Regions from separate parts of the Mus musculus genome. Here region 1 is linked to region 2. A link is a contact called in public promoter capture Hi-C data. All regions are on one chromosome and are shown on one strand. The core of a region is the stretch at or near the end of the contact, and the rest is flanking DNA. Distances in the headings are between cores, read along the strand shown. Region 1 overlaps Ksr2 (kinase suppressor of ras 2). Region 2 overlaps Rfc5 (replication factor C (activator 1) 5).

Region 1 (5,781 bases), core at 2,215-4,714, 79 kb after region 2:
CACCTCCCCACGCCCAGGGATTGTGTTTATGCAAAAGGGTGGAGGGTCTCCTTCTGGCCTATGACTTCATTTTGGAAGATCCAAATCACTTTATTAGTTTACTAGTTCTGCCCAAGATGGGCCTGTTAGAACTTCATCTTCATGGAAAGGGTTGTCTTCACTAGGTGAGCCTGAAGGGAGGGCACTCGGGGTCTGATCGCACTCACTTAATGAGCTCGCATTGCACTCACTCAATCGATCGCTTGGGTAGAAGTGTCAAATCACTCTTTCCTGGATGGGCAAAGTGAGGCTCAGAAAAGGTAGGTCAGCTTCATAGGACCACACAGCCTGCAAATGACAGAGTGTAGATCTACAGGGCTTCAGAGCCCGTGCGTGCCTTAACTGCCATGCTAGGTGGTGACTGTTAATTCTCTTTATAATGTGGCCTCGAAGGTGGTTTTATTGAATTTGCATATCGTTTCCTAGACATTTATTGTCTATATGAATATGTATTGTATATACGTATATGAATATTGTATATATGAATAGAGACACGGTAGAGTTGGCATCTGTAGGGGTAGAGATATCAGCCAACAGCAGCCCATATTTGCACGGTATTGATCACGACCGACATTGTCCCGAATTCTCGTCATGCTCTCTCTCTCTCTCTCTCTCTCTCTCTCTCTCTCTCTCATCTTTCTCTCTGTCTCTTTCTCTTTTTCTTTCTCTCTGTTGCATATATACCTGTGTGTGTGTGTGTGTGTGCATATATGTATGTGATCCGTGTTTGTATGTGTGTAGGTTTGTGTGTACATGAGAGAGATGCGGAGAGAGGGGAGAGAGAGGGAGAGAGAGAGAGACAGAGAGAGGAAGAGAGAGGGAGAGAGAGAAATGAGGGAAGGACAGAGGGAGAGAGAGAATGGACACCCAAGGTTGATAGGGTTGATGTTGGATATCTTCCTCAATATTTCTCTCTGTCTCTGTCTCTCTATCTCTCTGTCTCTCTGTCTCTGTCTTTGTCTCTCTCTCTCTCTCTCTCTCTCTCTCTCTCTCTCTCTCTCTCTCTCTCTCAACTTGGAGCTCACCAGCCCAGCTGTCCACTTGGTTCTCATTTTTACCTCACCGGGCACCAGCTTTCCCAGGGCTGCCAAGGCTCTGACCTCTGACCCTCACACTTGTAAGGCCAGTCTTCCCAGCTCAGAAGTGTGGGTCTCCGATGAAGTCATTGAACCATGGGTTAGTGAGTGATGTGAGCGGCTTCCACAGTCTCAGTCTCTGTCTCCGTAGTCACTTTTCCACCACAGACCGCCCAGGGTCTGTCTGGCCATTTGTCATCACAAGCTGGGCAGGGGCCGTCGGTGATTTATCATCTGGCCTCTTATATTCAGAGCCATTGATGCACCACGCTCGGCTCCTCTTGACCTGGTCCCTTGCTTCCCTGCTCAAGGCAGCTGAGAGCTATCGAAGATGCAAAAATCCCGATTAATAATCTTGTACTTTGAGTCTCATGGGAAATATGGACCGTTTCTTTCTTGCTGTGGATCTGTGCAGCCTGGGGACTCTGGCTCTTTGGCAGCGAGCACAGGATCAGCATCAGGTGTGATTTAAAAAACAAACAGGTAAAATTAGGAAACCAGCAGGACAAAGAGGACAGAGGGTAACAGGACAGGGGAAGGTGGGCAGGGCGAGGGTCAGCAGGGGCGGGTTGCGGGCAGGCAGAGGAGGGGAGAACTGGGTTGGGTTGGGTAGGCCGGGTGGGCAGGGTCTGTGGCTGGAGTCTAATATTGTCAAGCATGGGAGACGAGAAAGTTCAGGGTCAGGAGCAGAGCATGGCCGGAGGCACACTTGGTGCAGAGTTCAGGATAGCAAACAAAAAGGCTCCAGGCATTCTTGGTATGGATAAGGCAGTGGCTGATCTCTGTCCACTGCAATTGTCAATACTATCAGGGCCACTGCGACCACTGGCAGGAGCCTGATTGGACCTACGGGCCTCCCTTAGAGACAGTGGGGTGGGGACGATCACTGGACCCTCAATGGCGAGTCCAGCTCTCCCCGAACCTCCCAGGTATAAGGATATAATTCTGCCCAGATGGCAAGTCTCCGGGGAGCTGGAGTATTAACCGTGGGAGACTAACTGAAGTGGAGACTCGCAGCTGGGGTACGCTAGTCCATACTGGGTGAGGCCGCTTTGGGGTCCCACCTGCTTTGTAAGGGAGCACAATAAACTCATGAGTTCCCCAAGTTTCCCTCTCATGGAATCTTACTTCAGTTTGTCATCTGGCTCTGTAAGGAGGAGCCATGTTTGCATTTGTTTATGTCTCCCCAGGGAAGGAGCTCAGCCATGCCTCCTGAATAGATGCAGGGTCTTGCTGCCCTTGCCTCAGAATCTGGGAAACCCCGTGTGGGCCCGTGTTTTCTTCTTTTCTTCAGAAAGCCATCCCCAGTGGAGTTGCTTCTACAGGGGCAAGAGAATAAGGATCATGGTCTGGGGAGGGTGGGGGGTGGAGGGTGTTGGTCATGGTGCAGAAGCTCCAGCCAGGGTTTCAGGTTTTACGCAATTTCTCCTCATTTTCAAACTAAGGTGACTTGAAAAGGGGGTTGGTTGTGAGAGCGGTTCATCTTGGTTCTCTGCTACGGAGGTGAGAAAGAGCACAAAGAGGCCGCACGGTGTGGCTTCAGAGCCTGGCCTCCCAGGCAGCATCTGTACCTTAAGCGTCCCACCCAGGTGCAGCTCTGTGTCAGGTGGGGCGTCTCAAGCCTTGCTCCTTTATTAATAAAGGAAAAAAGTCTCAGATATCTCCTACATGTTATTGTTTTTCTTATGTTACTTAAATAGCTACCGACACAAGTGAACGTACTCTTACTAAATTATAATAATTTATTTAGTCATTCATGCGTGCACACAGCCTGTGTGTGGAGGTCAGAGGATAGCTGGGGGAAACAGTTCCCTCCTCCCCCGTGAGGCCCAGAGGGTGAACTCTGCTTCTCAGGCTTGGCAGCAGATATCTTTATCTACCGGGTCTTCTTGGTGGCCTGCAAGAACTGTTCTTAGCCTGGGATATTTATCAAAGTCTAGAGACTCTCTGTGACGATGATCTAGTTGAGGCTATGTTATCAGACTTGGTGCGTAGAGCAGGCTGGCTAATCCTTACCCTATGGCGAGCAGCGTAGCTGACCACAATGAAGGAAAGTCCATCCCTAAGCATCCAGAGAGCCCAGGTTAAAATTCTCACATCCACACCAAGGCATAGCATAGCATAGCATAGCGTCTAATTCATCGTTCACCAGCATGCCCAAACCCAATACAGGTGCTTTTACAAAACCAGGTCACGCCATTGCCCGACATCAACGATGCAGATATTTTGCTGAGAATAAACTGTTCATTAAAATTCAGTGGGTCCAACCTGCTCTTGTGTGGGTCATTTGGTCCCTGGTGAGCCTCAGGCCTGTGCAGTCGGTGGCTTAGTTTTTCTGAGGAGTGAGGACTAATGGACCATAGGAGTGACTATATTTGGTCTTCACTCAGGGGATTGGGCGGGATCCTGTGTATTGAATCTGCTGAAGTTTGATTCTCATTAGCTTGTGATAATTAAAGTGGTGTGGCTCCGTGCCAACTGTGTTATAAGTTAGAGCCGCTGAGGGCCCTAGGTAGAACTGGCTTTTAACGTGGGTGTCCAGGTCACGTAGCAGGTACGTGGCCCAGGTTCCATTCTGAAAACTTATATTATTATAAAACTTATATTATTATAAAAATATAATAATACAATGCACACTTAAATACAAACTTAAATTTTTATTTGAAAACACTGCTGGCACAGGGGAGACGGCTCAGCGGTTAAGAGCACTGGCTGTACTTCCAGAGGACGCAGGTTCAATTCCCAGCACTCATGTGGTGGCTCACAACCATCAGTTTCAGAGAATCTGAGCCTCCTTCTTCTGGCTTCCATAGGTACCTGGCATGTAACACGGTGTGCAGACATGCATGCAGGCAAAAACATTTATGCCCGTAAAATAAAAATAAACGAAATCTACAAAAACAAAACAAAACAAAACAAAAAACCAAATTAAACAAAAGACTCCCCAGCTAGGCATGCAGGTGCACACACCTTTAGTCTCAGCACTCAGGAGTCAGAGGCAGGAAGATCTCTGCGAGTTCCATGCCTGCCAAGGCCAGAGAGTGATACCGTATCTCAAAAGCTGAAGCAAAACTTATTTTGAGACACAGTCTCCCTGTGTAGCTCAGGCTGGCCTTGGACGCACAGCCATTCTGCCGCCTCAGCTTCTCATGCCGGGATTATGGGGTGACCTTCACTTAGCAGTGCATTTTGGTGCTGGGGGGTCGAGCCTAGGACCTCACATGCTTCCTAGATGCTCTTCCATTGGCTCACAAGTCCAACGTCATCAACTACGCCCATGTTTGTAGCCTGTGCATGCGCAGTAGATGCTCTTCCATGGGCGCATAACCCTAACGTCATCATTTTTGTAGGATGCTTTGTTACACAGAGTGGCGGTCTCGGTATGACACATTCGTTGTCGTACACACTGTACTTTCGCCATTATCACCTTGTATTCTCTCTTGTCCTCCCCTTCAACATCGCCTCTTCCTTTCATCTCCTAAATAGCCCTTTCTGTTGTCACATATTGTCTGTCTTTATTATTTGTCTCCCCCCGCCCCCATTTCCTATTCCACCTAATATAATGATCTCTAATAATGTCCATTTTCTTCTAAATGACAAATTTTTGTGCTTTAAAAACAAGTCTTTTATTTATTGATTGACTGTGCATTGGTGCTCTTCCTTTGTGTGAGTCTGTGTGGGAGTGTCAGATCCCATGGAACTAGAATCACAGACAGTTGTTAGCTGCCACGTGGGTGCTGGGAACTGAACCCGGGTCCTTTGGAAGAACAGCTCTTAACCACTGAGCCATCTTACCAGCTCAATTTTTTCTTCTTTATGGCAGAATAAACTCCACACACACACATCACATTTTCTCTTGTTATTTTAAAGGTTTAGTTATTTTTATTTTATGTTTTTGAGAGTCTGCCTCTTTACATGTGCTCTGTGTGCATGTTTGCTGCCCATGGAGGCCAGAAGAGGGCGCCCAGACCTCCTGGAACTGGAGTTACAGGTGCTTGTGACTCATTGTGTGGGGTGCTGGGAACTGAACGTGGGTCCTCTGTATGAGCATCGAGTGCTCTAGACCATCTTTCCAGCCCCACGTCACAGTATCTTTCCTTTTATCCATCCATCTGCTGATGGAAATCAAGACTGAGCCCATAACTTGGCTACTCTGAGCAGGGCAGCAGTAACAGGCATGGTGGGCACATGTCCCTGTGGTTCCTTCATGTGTGTGCTCAAGTTGAATAGCTGCATCATCTTATTATTATACATACAGTAATGTAGCATTCCTGTATGGCGTTAGAGGGGAGCCTTGAGCATAACCTGGTTTTGTGTGTCTGTGGTGGGGGACATCTGGATTCTTCCATGAGCCTGGGGGTGGGGGCGGGGATGTCAGGGAGGAGGTGACATTCGAAGCAGGTCTTGGAAAAAGTGAGGTTGTTTTAGCATTTACTGGTCGGGACCCATGGGAAAGACAGAGGGAAAGGACCCTGGGATTTTTCTAGGAGTTAGGTCTGTGACCAGCTTGTTGACAGAGATACTTCTTCTGTGTTGCTCAACACTGTCTCTATAGAATTTAGAATTTAGTCATTTTACGGAGCAAGTTCAAGGTCACATCAGCTGAGAGGCCTGTTCCCCAGTGCTCATGGAAGCTTAGTACAGCAGATGTCGACGTTCCCCTTCA
Region 2 (6,433 bases), core at 3,758-6,257:
GTGAGCTAGGTCAGATGCAGTCATGGGCCAGATTTCCAGGGCTCTTAAGCAAGATGTTGGAAGTCTGGGAAGGGTGCTGCTGCTTGGCCCACTGGGCCTGCTGCTCGTATCTGAGATCTCCCTCAGCCCTGCTTCCCCATCACAAGCAGGGATCAGAAAGCAGTGTGAAATGTGGAGTAGGCAGCCTTCTGTAAGCTAGCCTGGCCTATGCTCTCTTAAAATTCATTGCAAGTCTTTAAGTCTTTAAACCTGCATAAAGGGTCCCAGGGGGTTTGTAGAAATAGAGAACTTGACTTTCCCTGGCTGAGGGGCAGGGTCAGGCTTTCTCTGCCTGTCACTGGTGTCTAACTAAGCGCCTCGCTTCTGCCCCCTCACTACACCCATTTCTGTCCTGCTGCAGGTCTTTCTGTGGAGCATGCGGTCCTACACACTAATCCGGAAACTAGAAGGCCACCAAAGCAGTGTTGTCTCCTGTGATTTCTCTCCTGATTCAGCCTTGCTTGTCACAGCTTCGTATGACACCAGTGTGATTATGTGGGACCCCTACACCGGCGAGAGGCTGAGGTCACTTCAGTAAGGACCCTGTGGGGTTATGCGGGTTACCATGGAATCTGGGCTGGGGAGGAGCGGCTTGGATGGAAGGGCCCAGTTGGCTCAGTGCCTTTCCATGTTGAACTCTCTTCAGCTCATACAAACCCAGCAGCTGGGCTGTTTGTAACCCTTAACTGTAGTACCACGTCCAGGGTGACTCTCCTCAGAGCTGTTACCTCCAGTATAAATTCCCCTGCCCCCGCCCCCAAGCTTGCTCCACTTTCTCCTCTGTTTCTGTTGTTTCAGAAGCAAATGATAGTAGTCCTATAATTACCACAGATCAGCTTAAAAAGCCGGTTTTCACGGTGGCATTTAGGTGGACCTGACCTACTTTACATAAGGAAATTAGCACAGGGAAGTGTTGGGAACCCTTCTGACATCTTGAGACACTTGGAGCATTCAGGGACCTTGTTTCCCAGTGTGCACTTGCTACAGTTTTATATAAGTACAAGCCAGGGTACTCCGTGTGCTGCCTGCAGGGGAGGACTGTGGGGGAGGGGGAGCCAGCGTTCCCGACCGGCTCTTCTTGCTCTGTAGTCACACACAGCTTGAACCCACCATGGATGACAGTGACGTCCACATGAGCTCCCTGAGGTCCGTGTGCTTCTCACCTGAAGGCTTGTATCTCGCTACGGTGGCAGATGACAGGTAAGGAGGGACTGCTTGAGCTCAGAGCCAGCTGCCTCGGAGCTGGCCCCAACCCAGCTCACATACACTTGTCTCCCACACAGGCTGCTCAGGATCTGGGCTCTGGAACTGAAGGCTCCGGTTGCCTTTGCTCCGATGACCAATGGTCTTTGCTGCACGTTCTTCCCACACGGTGGAATTATTGCCACAGGGTATGTATGTGCTTTGAACAGATGGGCAGACTCTGTGTGCACCATGAAGGAAGTGTGGAGAACAGTAATGCCATTTATAGATGTTAGTAATCAATGTAAAGGCAAGGAGAGACCTGTATGTGGTCCATGTTACCTGAATGGCCAACTCCACAAGGAGGCATAAGATACGATGATGCTGTTTTTATCTGGGAAGTCTACAGCTGAGGTCACCTTACAGATCACATCTATAATTGGTACATGGCCGTTATTGTGTGAGCTCAGGCCCTTCTCGTGCAAGCCTCTTGTCATCAAAGGTGTTTTTGTTGTTGGTTTTGGACAATCTTAAACCTCACTGGTCTTGAGTTCCTGGGCTTGGGTTCTCATCCCACTTTAATCTGATGAACCAGCTGGGACCACAGGCACAGGTCACAAAATCCTGGGTTCTAACAATCCTACCAAACAGCAGGCATTACCAGCAGTCTGCAGCATTTCCCAGTCAGGGCCCACTCCAGCTTTTGGAGTCTCCATTTCAGGTCATCCCAGAATCACCACTGTCCATTATAATGAAAACAGCTCTCTGGGGCTGCTAAGCACTGGTCTCTGTTGTTTCAGGACGAGAGATGGCCATGTCCAGTTCTGGACAGCTCCCCGGGTCCTGTCCTCACTGAAGCACTTATGCAGGAAAGCCCTCCGAAGTTTCCTGACAACGTATCAAGTCCTAGCACTGCCAATCCCCAAGAAGATGAAAGAGTTCCTCACATACAGGACTTTCTAGCAGTGCCGGCTCCCCCACCTCCTGCAGCAGCAGCAGTACAAGGGACTGGCTAGGATGGAGTCAGGCAGCTCACACTGGACCAGTGTGGACCTTCCTTCCTCCCATGGCATGTGCAAGTAGGTCTGCGTGACCCCACTTCTGTGGTGCCGGCCTTACCTCGTCTTCATCCGTGGTGAGCAGCCTTCGTCAGTCTAGTTGTGTTGAAGCCAAGTGCAGTTGTGGATGTTGCTGGGGTAATAAAGGCAAGCGGGCTCCAGAGCCTCTCTGGTGGCGGCCAAGCCACACTCCCTTAACTGGGAAGTACCTGCCACGTAGGGCATTTCTGCTGCCTATTTCCAGCCAGCGGCTGCATGGTTTGAAGTTCCTCCGTTGTGGTCAGAGGAACTCTGGTGTTTGGTTCCCTGCTCAGCTGCGCGTGGACTGGGCTGAGCTCCTCACCATACACTAGTGCCGGCTTTTGTTTCCTGTAAACAGTGGTTGCATGTGTAGGAAGTAACAAGCGAGTATTCAGATCATACGAGGAGGCGTTCCTCGGTGCATGACGGTCAGATGGCCATTTATCAGCATATTTATTTGTATTTTCTCAGCAGATAGTAAGGTACAACTGTGTTTTCTCAATTGTCTCGAAGAACCAGAGTTCTTAAGTGGCCCAGTTGTGGAGCCAAGTCTAAGTCGTGTGGAGTCAGTGCTGACATCACTGGCTTGTGCTGTCTGTCACATGTGTTTGTCTCTGCTGCTTGACCTCATGGGATGTACCCTCCAGTTCAACTGCCCAAAACAGACAGCCCCTTCCAAGCACCGTTCTTTGACAGCGGTAGCAGCTACCTATTCAAGACGCCTCACACAAAATCTGCCTTAGAAAGTTAATATATTTTAAATTATTTTAAAAGAAACTCAACATCTTATTCTTTGGCCTTTCTTAATTGATGCTTTATGGAGGCAGTGTTAACATTGTACAGTGTATGCATAGAGGAGTCTCCTCTATTTGAAGAACAATGCAAAATGAGGCTTTCATTGAAGGGAGAAAAGAGAAAAAAAGAAAAAAAAAACCTGTCTCTGTTCTTTTTTTCTCTCTCTCATTAAGAAGCAAAACAAAACGTTTAAACCAAACATAAAAGGAGTGCAGTAGCTGGGCAGTGATGGCGCACGCCTTTAATCCCAGCACTTGGGAGGCAGAGGCAGGCGGATTTCTGGGTTTGAGGCCAGCCTGGTCTACAGAGTGAGTTCCAGGACAACCAGGGCTACAGAGAAACCCTGTCTCAGGGGAAAAATTTTTTTTAAAATGGAAAGCAGGACACTGGTGGCAACTCTTCCACATGGCTGGGATGCTGCCTTCACTCAGCTTGAAACTTGGGAGCAAGCTCTCCATGGACAAGAAAGTCAGTTTCTCCCTTTGACAGCACACACTGAAAGCACCTCCCTGAGATGCATTTTACCCATGGTGCACCGGGTGCCCTCCAGTGCCCCTCATCCGGCCCAAGGGAAGTCTGGTCCCAAGGTAACAACAGTCTGAAGGCCTAGAAGGAATAGTCTCTAAGGAGTTCCCTGTGACACAGTGTGACACAGACATGCAGGTAGACAGCCCAGCACGGTTAAACTCTGAACACACGCTTTATTCTTCCTGTGAAGGACTTGGTAAAAACACAGCCCAGCAGTGCGGCAGGAACGTCTGCAGTGCCCCATTCCCCCCAACAAGTGAGGTGTGCAGTCTGAAGGCAAACTGTTGTAGTTTCTTTCCTATTTTCACAATAGAATTTGGAACCTGCTGGCAAGCCTTCTAAAAGTGGGAAAGGCCACTGCATTGTTCCTGAGACAGAGTCTGTCTCACTAGGCTGACCTGCAGCTGCCTGGCAATTCTGCCTCAGCCTCCTGGGTCCTGAGGTTATAGGCATGTCAGCACTTTGGGCAAAAGACTGATTTTGAAATTTTGTAATAAAATATTTGATTAGAAACCTACTAGCACCCATTTAGAGTTGGAAGACAGGACGCAACTCAGCTGCAGCCAATTTGTCATCCCAGTGACTGATAGTAAAGACTTTGAAGCAGCCCTCACCACGGGACAGGGTAGTTTCCCCTATAAAGACAAGCAGTGTCGATCATTATGGATTAAAGTTGCCCTGTCCATCCCTGCTCCAAACAGCCACAGAGAGCAGTACCTAAATGCCTGCAGAGAGACTTCTGTGACTGGGTTTATCCAGTGGCCCAGGGCAGCATGTCCTCTGTCCTCCAGTCACCCAGGGGCCAGGCCTCAGAGCTTCTAGGCCTCTGCAACTATCAGGTCTCTGGTGACTTGAAAAGCGGCGATGAGGGAGCTCAGCTGTATCTTCTCACTGGTGCCAACAGAAAGTCTGTACCTGGGAATAACAAACCCAAGTTGAGTATAAAGCACCCAGGCCCTGCCTATAAGGGTGAGAATGTGGGAGCTGCTATGGCCTGCCATGGAGGCACTGGAGCGGACAGACCCACCCTGGTTAGCACTGCCGTCTGTGTCCTCCAACGTTCTTCTCCCCAACATTCTCTTGGTTGAAGCTGCCGAGGCCGGATTAGAAACCCAGCACCAGCAGGTTCTGAGTTGCACTCGGCCCTCTACAGACAGACAGGGCAGGGTGCACAGGATGGAGGCTTAGGAACTGCTACAAGGAACTCTGCAGATTCCCCTCGGCTGTGGCACTGCAGCAGAGAGCTGCAGGTTCACTGAAGGGCAGTAAAGCAGGACACCAGCAGCTCATCTTGTCACTTGTCACTCCCAACACAGTGATAGGAAATGACCTACTTTGCCTGCATGAGCAAGTGACAGCCTATTGGAGCTTGTGATACTAGTATTTGGTTGGAGCCCAGTGTGCTGTCCACTTAATGACAGCTGCCAGAATCGCTGGGGAGTAATGACAGTGTTTACTGAGCTGGGCAAAGTGAAAAATTGAGTCTGTTTGTTTTTCTCCACTGGGCTCCTGTATGTCACATTGCCTTAATAAGTGGAGTAGCTGGCCATCTCCAGACGACCTGCATGCCCGGTGTGAGGAGAGCCAGGAGCTCAGCTCAGGCAGGGACCGCTCTGCGCTCATCATCCTCACACAGCCTGCTCCACAGTGCAGTTGGCACTACCCCACTACTTGTGTGAATGGCACACAAGCTGAAACTAAAGAGCTTACAACAGGAGAGGGGACAGCCAAAGAAGAGGGGACAGCCAAAGAACTGAAACTGGGAACACACTCACTCGATGTCTGCCATTTTGGTCAATAAGTGTATCCGAACTGAAGATGGAAAGTCAACTGAGGGAAAAACAGAATCAAATGAGTGAGATTACCTTGCGGGCGGGCGGGCCGCACACACACACACACATACACACACATACACACACACACACACACACACACACACACACACACGACTTCTGACAAGCCCAAGCATCCCTCAGACCCATGCATACAGATCATGAGACGGATGAGCTGATCGTGGTGTGGGCGCCACTGCTCTTTATCACACACGTGCTGGGGGCAGCTCAGGAAGTGTTCCATCTCCTATGCCACCAATAAAGACCCCACAAACATACATGGCCCCATCCCCAGTGGTCATAGAACATGAATAAGTCAGCATTGTCCACAGTGGGTGACAGCTATACACTAACCAGAAAGCTCATGTTACCCAGTTTTGAGGACAAACTTAAGCAACAGATTCCACACAGGCTCACAGTACTGGGGACCTGAGAGCCTCTCCATTTGGAGGTGGCGGCTGGGAGACAAAAGCTTCCGAAGGCTGGCATCCCCTCCCCACTCTGAATCATCTCGGGTGATTCTCAGGTTCTGCCTATGCTGAGACTGAGCCCTGAAATGAAGCAGGAAGCAGGAACTTAAAGGCAGCTTCCTGGAGACTGTCGAGTTTGCAGGAACACATCTTTTCCCCTTTGTGGGATGCATCTTAGAATGTGACTTAGAGGCTGGAGTCTGCTGAATGTCTAGGATGCATCAGTCCTGGGTACGGACCCCAGAAATAAGCTCAGTGGAGACAGCCCAGTGGTAGACCACATGTCTCCCATGCGCAAGGCCCTGGGTTCAATCCCTGGTGTGGGAAGCTTGTAATGAGAATGAAATGTACAGTACAGCCTCCACGGGCTCATTTCCACTAACCCTATCAGTTACAGATATTACAAAGATTTTGGACAGAGCCATTCAGAACTGCTCAAGATTAAGGGTCAGTCACTGTCTTCCCGTTTCTGCTCTGAGGCAAAGATGTCACACTCTGTAGCTATCCC

Evidence for each region. Capture Hi-C pulls out chosen DNA fragments and counts their contacts.
Region 1: a contact with region 2 is called in a promoter capture Hi-C map of pancreatic islet. The contact joins two enhancer-like sites. A contact is called at or near these places in 3 of 115 datasets of contacts at active chromatin or transcription factors (bone marrow-derived macrophages and embryonic stem cells) and 1 of 9 other capture datasets (pancreatic islet).

The regions. Positions count from the first base shown.
Region 1 is chr5:117,456,092-117,461,872 of GRCm38.p6, forward strand. All of the region lies in intron 1 of Ksr2 (kinase suppressor of ras 2), which reads left to right. Among named protein-coding and RNA genes, the nearest start is that of Gm42013, 25 kb to the right of the region's middle. Within about 2 kb of position 3,465, at least 7 of the 459 cell types and tissues checked have an H3K27ac peak or open chromatin away from gene starts, as enhancers often do. A contact at or near this core is called in pancreatic islet, where this site is marked.
Region 2 is chr5:117,375,369-117,381,801 of GRCm38.p6, forward strand. Rfc5 (replication factor C (activator 1) 5) reads right to left here. Exons shown (of 11, transcript NM_028128.1): 10 at 5,399-5,453; 11 at 3,777-4,538. The coding sequence ends at 4,442. Wsb2 (WD repeat and SOCS box-containing 2) reads left to right here. Exons shown (of 9, transcript NM_021539.5): 6 at 401-573; 7 at 1,129-1,239; 8 at 1,323-1,430; 9 at 2,022-3,221. The coding sequence ends at 2,184. Among named protein-coding and RNA genes, the nearest start is that of Rfc5, 10 kb to the right of the region's middle. Within about 2 kb of position 5,008, at least 22 of the 459 cell types and tissues checked have an H3K27ac peak or open chromatin away from gene starts, as enhancers often do. A contact at or near this core is called in pancreatic islet, where this site is marked.